Linked DNA regions of Mus musculus: region 1 is linked to region 2. A link is a contact called in public promoter capture Hi-C data. All regions are on one chromosome and are shown on one strand. The core of a region is the stretch at or near the end of the contact, and the rest is flanking DNA. Distances in the headings are between cores, read along the strand shown. Region 1 holds the start of Tax1bp1 (Tax1 (human T cell leukemia virus type I) binding protein 1). Region 2 holds the start of Snx10 (sorting nexin 10).

Region 1 (3,458 bases), core at 710-3,209, 1.2 Mb before region 2:
AGCAGGTAAGAGCATTGACTGCTCTTCCGAAGGTCCTGAGTTCAAATCCCAGCAGCCAATCACCCATAATGAGATCCGATGCTCTCTTCTGGTGTGTCTGAAGACAGCTACAGTGTACTTATTTATAATAATAAATAAATGTTTGGGCCGGAGCGAGCAGAGGTCCTAAATTCAATACCCAACAACCCCATGAAGGCTCACAACCATCTGTACAGCTACAGTGTGTGTGTATTAAAATAAAATAAATAAATCTTTTTTTAAAAACCAACTTAGCATCCTAGGGGATGGAGCGCTGACTCAGTAATTAAGAGCACTTACTGCTCTTACAGAGGACCTAAGTTGGGTTCACAGCACCTACATGGTGGTTCACACCATCTATCACTCTAGTTCCAGGAGATCTGACATCCTCTTCTGACTTAAGTCAGATATAACCAGGCATAAAATGCAAGCAAAACACTCATACGCATAAGTCTAAATTTTTTTAAAAACAGCATCCTTTAAAGGTTACAATTTATAATTCCAAGATGTTATTTTTGTCCTAGAAAAGGTACTCAATGGTTACATTTCACATACATTTCACATACACGACTGTGATTCTAAGAGCAAATGGTATGCAGCTAATGTAATAACTTGAAAACAAATAATACAATACAACTGTATTTGAAATTTAACAAATAACAAAGACGAGGGGGAGGAGGTTAACCAGTCATTCCTAGCATAGTCAAATATATTCTTGCAGAAATCTAAGATAAGTTCAGGGCGTTTGCCTAACATTCGAAAGGGACATACAGAAATCCAATTTACCCCTGAGAAGAATAGAATGGAGGCGAGTCCTTGGCCTCAGCTTCTTCTCCACACCTAGAGGGTAACCTGGAGATCACAAACCCACTTAATCAACCCACTTTTAAGGAATGTTATTCAAATAACCATTTTCGAATGTTTTGGGATTGAACACTAAAATTTTAATTATATTTGTTCGTGTCCTAATCATGAATTTTTACCACTTGGCAAAAAGCAGCATACTTGGCAGATACTTAGCATTAAAATGTCTAACATACCAACATAACGATAAAGCCGGAAATCTATCATAGTCAAACGCCACAACGTTTTCCAACAAAACTTTCAGGAACAAATTGTACTTCATATTTCTCAACAGGGAAATACAAGCGAACACCCCAGCTACGTTCTAACAGTACAGTTTTCGGGCGATGAGCGCTAGCCAGAACACGTCTTGCACCTTCCGCCGGGTCCAAAACACCGGGGAGAGTCAGCAGTGGGTGGAGCGAGGGAGGCGGAGTCGTGAAATCAAGTCCAGACGACCACAGAGCGAAGCGATCCTCCCCAAGATTTCTTAAAGCCTTCTCTTGGGCACCAGAGGGGGAGGGCTGCTTTCCAAACAGCAAGACTCAACTAATCTCTCAGCCCAGGAGAAGCCGGAGATCAAGCCAAGCCAGGTAAACAGCCAAACCAGGCGACACAGGGAGTCCCCGCCTCTTCCTCCAGCGGAGACTCAAACCAAAACAACCCAACGGGTCCTCCCCGGCTCGCCGCGGCCTAGCGCGCCCGCCACCCGTCCCTGGCTTGTTAGACGCCGGGGCCAGCCGGGGCCAGCCGCGGCCTAGCACGCCCGCTCCCGCCACGCTTCCCACTCTACGGTCACCCCAAGCCCAAAACACGTCACAATCGCGGCCCGGGGGAAGCTCGTCCTTGGGAAAGAGAGCTTCGTCACCACGGAGACCGTTCCCAAAACTCGCCAGGCCCGGGTTCCAGGGCCGAGACGGAGCGCGAGCGCCGGTTACCTCGAAAGCACGCGGCCCGTCCGCAAACCTTACCGGTCAGGGCCTCCGCCCCGCACGCTACGCCGCGCCCCGAACCTCCGCGGCCACCACCACTGCCTCTCAGCGTAGACCGGCTACACCTTCTCTAAGCGGAGAGCCGGCGGTGCGTCACTTCCGCCCCAGGGAGGCTCGCTTCCGCCTCTGCTGCTGCGCATGCTCTGCGGCGACACGCCCCACTCGCTAGCTGTAAAGAGTCCTTTAGTGGTTTCCCTGACAGCTTTTTCCTCTGTGGCTTTTGGTCAGTGATGTAGTCACCTCAAAACACAGTCCGTTTGAAACAAATTAACTGACTTACCAGCGAAATGGGAAGGATCGCTCAGAGGCCAGGTGACCTGGGTCTTAAATATCAGTCTAAGCTAATACATGTTTCAATATATACAGAAGCCCCAAGAACTGTCATAGCTATCACGAATTGAACCATCATATTCCCGTGTTGCTATGAAACTAATGACATTTACCGTATCACCAGCGAAGAAAGCATAACATTAAACAGAACAATAATATACAAAACTCTAATTTCAAGTTCTTTCATTTTCCACACAATTCAAGTCCACATTGGCCTCCATAAGACAGGTTCTTAATATTTGCTGATTCATTTGTTTCTTATATATTGAAATTTTTTAAGTTGGGTGTCTGTGTGTTTGCTTGTTTGTTTGTTTAAATAGGGATCTCTTCATTCTGGTCCTCCAAAAGGAAAAATTACTGTTGAGAGACATAGGCTGTTGAAGCAAAAGTTAAGTTCGGCATTGTGGGTTTTAAAGAAATATTTATGATTAAGACGGTAGTGTATTCATGAGATAAGTAATATTCCAACACAAGATATGATGGATTTGAATAAAATACACTTGCTTCCATGAAGTTCCAATTCAAACTGCACATTTAACAGAGAAAGGTAAGCTATATAAGGCAAAAGTAATTTTAGAAATTTAAATTATTTTCACTTCCATATCACGATCAACCAAGTCTTCCTTTTGAGGTATTTCTTCCTGTGCTGCTCTAGAAAACAACCACAAGGGAAAGCAGGTCACAAAACCACAATGTCTATAATAATATAATGAAATTGAGATCTTTTGCGTTTCAGACACTTCATTTTAGTGCAACTATAGGGGAAAATGCCCTGGAGAGAGAGAAAGAGAGAGTGAGAGAGAGATGAACAGACAGACATCTCAGGGCATTTAACCACAAAGGGGCATTCTGTTGGTCAGGAGACACAGCTACCAAAATGCAGGGCAGGGTTTTAGTTTTTAACTTCATACAGAACCTCCTTACTGAGATTACTCAAGACCCCATGATTGCTCTCATGGCTGGCTGTGAGTTAAGGCATTCTACTGCTCCAGGGTGAAGACATCCTGTTACTTTTTTAACTAATTGATTTATTCACTTTACATTCCAATATTACATCTCCTCCCAGTCCCCTCTGCAGCTCCACCCCTCATCCCCTCTCCTTCTTCTCTGAGAAAGGGGAACCCCCCTGGGTATCCCACCACCCCTTACCCCCCCACACACACACACATCAGTCACTATAGGACTGGACGCTTACTCTCTCACTGAGGCCAGACAAGGCAGCCCAGTTAGGGGAACTGGATTCACAGACAGGCAACAAATTTGGAGACAGCCCCT
Region 2 (3,380 bases), core at 447-2,946:
TTGTGGCTAACACAATGTCCTATATAGCTTCTAGCTGGAACATGGTATAGAGAGCTTAAATGTTAACTCATACCTATTATATTTCAAAAAAAAAAAAAAAAGTCCTTTGGTGATAAATAACAGCCCTAAAATCTAAGGGACATTCCACTTGGCCACCATCACTTCAGCCAAGGCCCTTCTTTTATAGGCTGGACCCTATTCTCAGGTGGTTGTTACATCCCAGCCCCAATACCAAAAGAGGAAAAACAAACTAGTTCCCCAATTGCTTAACTCAAAAATGAAAGTAGTGCCATGCCTGGACTAAGAGAGAGAGAGAAATGAGGACTGTGTGGCAAAGGAAACACTTTAACACAGAAAGCATGATGGCGCTTATTTCAAGACCCCAAACTCGGAAGGTCTTCCCATCAGTGAAGTAAAGGAAGTGGGTAACAGTTCAGAGCAGTGGAGAAAGAAGCACGCAGGCCAGAAGGCTGCAACCCCACCCCACCACCACCATGGGCACACCTTCTTTAGGGCAGTGCCAGTCAGGCCCGTGTCTGTAGCTAAGAATGCACTGACAGAACCCGGGATGGATGGTCTGGATAACTTGAGGAAACTGCTAATGAGGTCTTGAACATCTCCACACAGTCACTTCTAAATATATCTACACTTATATCGCTATTCAAAACAGTCTGTCAGTCAACCACTCCTTTAAAAATAAACGGGAGCTGGGGTGCAGCGCAGTGGTAAAATGCTTGCTAATGACATGCTCAAGACCATGGGCCTATTCCCAGGATCAGAAGGGAGGAAGACACGGAGAGGTTGGGTGCAACCCGAATGACTGTCCCGTTGTATCCTTGCCTTAGCGACAGGAATCAAGCGAAGTCACGCTTGATTGTTGCCAGGATACTTAACCTCCTCCTTCTCCTCCTCCAGAAAAGCCCCCCTCCCCCCCCCCCCCCGATTGGCCACTGGTTGAAGGAGTTCCATAATACCCCCAGCCCACTTCCGGCCACTCCCACAAGCCCACTCCCCGGACGAGAGGGATTTTCACACACCCCTCCCACCGGGTGCATGCTGCTCCACCCTTGCAGACCTTGGTTTCCCCTGTCGCAAACTAAAAGGGTTGATGGAGATCACGAAAATTGAGATCAGTGTTCTCAATTTCTGATCCATCGCTCTCCACGCGCCTGTGCTTTGCGGAAGCAGACATCCCGTGACCATCCCCTTAACAATACTTGTAATTTTAGCAAAGGAGTGTGATGTGTCCAGAACCGATAAAACAGGCTGTTGCTTCCCAATCTCAGCAAACCCGATCATCAGCTCATCAGCGTGGGTTTCCTCCGCGGCCTTTTCCATCAATCCCACAATCCCATGAAAGAGAAAAAAAAAAAAAAAAAACCTCCCCTGGCCCTCCCAGCCTCTAAACTCAAAGGTGCCTGGCCTTGTATTCGGAAAGAAGTGGGGGTCGGGGAGAGAACCTGCTCGCTCCAGCAGCCCCGGCGTCCCCAGCCGAGCTGAGCAGGTGCCGGGGCAGGCGCGGCGCCCGCCACCCGACTCCCTCCCTAAGGCTCAGTTTACTCACACGCGGTTCTGAACGCCCGGCCCGGAGCACGGCGGAGTTTGCTGACTCAAGGCGCGGCGGCGACGAGCGCCTAAGAGCGAACCCGAGGAGCGCAGCCCCGCGTCCAGCGCACGCAGCGCCCCGCCCCGCCCTGCGCGCCCGCCGCCGCCCCCCACCCCCACCCGCCACTGCCAGCCTTAACGTAGGAAAGGCCACCTAGCTAGCGGGTCTTTCTCCCTACCCAGCAGTGAGGAATCAAGATGAGAGAAGCCAATAACAAACAAGCATGACTAGATGTTAGCAGGATCTCGATGGAGGGCATATACTGTTTGCTATAACAATATTTTTAATATCTCCGTAACTTTTTAAAAAATGTGTTTTCATGTACGATGAGGAGAAAGCTATGAGAGTCTGCCAAAGATATGTCCGGTTCCTATAGATCATCTGAGCTGGCTCTCACCCACCTGTGTGCATGGCTCAAGGCTGAGAGCACTTTTTGCCCTTGCAAAGGACCTGGCTCCCAGCATCCATACAGTAGCTCACAACTGCCTTTAACTCCAGTCACCACCCTCTTCTGCCCTAGCACTCACGTGGTGCACATACATCCAGGAAGCCAAAACAGTCATAAAATAAAATAAATAAATCTAAGGACAAAAAAGAAAGACTCAGCGAATCTTGGACCATCCAGCATCCTCCTAGAAAAGTTGTCCATGACTATATTCCATAGCTACACTGACCTCCTGAACAAAACTTGCCAAAATGCAATGTCTTATCTTAGACTCGTATCTCTGAGTGCTGCATCATTGTTTTTTTTTTTTTTTTTTTTTTGCATCATTGGTATTTAATGACCTAAAATTGCACCCAAACTATAATACATGCAACCATCGTTTGTTTTGCTTTTTGTATGTTTGTTTGTTTTTCGAGACAGCGTTTCTCCTTATACCCCTGGCTGTCTTGGAACTCACAGATTTTTGAGTTTAAGGCCAGCCTGGTCTACAAAGTGAGTTCCAGGACAGCCAAGAATACACAGAGAAACCCTGTCTTGAAAAACCAAAAAAAAAAAAAGTACAAAAACTTTACTATGAGAGCATTTAGCCCTGGAGATTGAGAATTGAATATGTGATATTTATACAGCTTAAGCCTAGGATCTTAATGTATTGTTTTAAGCAATCTGGGCACATTTCAAACCTATGTTCAAGTAATGTCTACAAAAATTCACCCTAATGGAATAGTCATTTACTTTATACTTTAAGTACTCAATAGCTGGTTTTAAACTACAATATGTTAGTATACAGTATTGGAGGACAATAGAATTTGTTATATTTTGTTTTTGTTTGTTTGGTTTTGTGTTTATTTAAGACATGGTCTTAATATATATAGCTGTCCTGGAACTCTATGTAGACCAGGATGGTTTCGAACTCACAGAGATCCGCCTGCCTCTGCCTCCCAAGTGCTGGGATTAAAGGTGTGCACACTCTGCCCAGTGTTTGACAATGCATTTAAGATTTACAACATTTATGGATTTAGCACGGTAATGACTGAAACACGTGTGCAATCTCAGCATTCAGGAGCTGGAGGCAGAAGGATCATAGCATGTTTGAAGCTTGGTTGTATTAGGAACCAACTTCTGTCTTAGTTACTTTTCTGTCACCGTGATAAGACACAATGACCAAGGCACCTTAAAGACGATGAGTTTATTGAGCTCACAGTTTCACACCATCATAATGGGAGAATGGCAGAGGGCAGGTGGGCATTTGCTGGACCAGTAACTGGAGCTCACCTTGATCCACAACCATGAGGCAGTGAGAGCTCATTAGCAATGCTGTCAGCTTTTGAA

The links. Promoter capture Hi-C pulls out the DNA fragments that hold promoters and counts their contacts.
Region 1: a promoter capture Hi-C map of cranial neural crest shows a contact between it and region 2. The contact joins the promoter of Tax1bp1 here to the promoter of Snx10 in region 2.

The regions. Positions count from the first base shown.
Region 1 is chr6:52,712,230-52,715,687 of GRCm38.p6, reverse strand. It overlaps Tax1bp1 (Tax1 (human T cell leukemia virus type I) binding protein 1), which reads right to left and starts at 1,959. Exons shown (of 18, transcript NM_025816.3): 1 at 1,833-1,959.
Region 2 is chr6:51,522,219-51,525,598 of GRCm38.p6, reverse strand. It overlaps Snx10 (sorting nexin 10), which reads right to left and starts at 1,696. Exons shown (of 7, transcript NM_001127349.1): 1 at 1,565-1,696.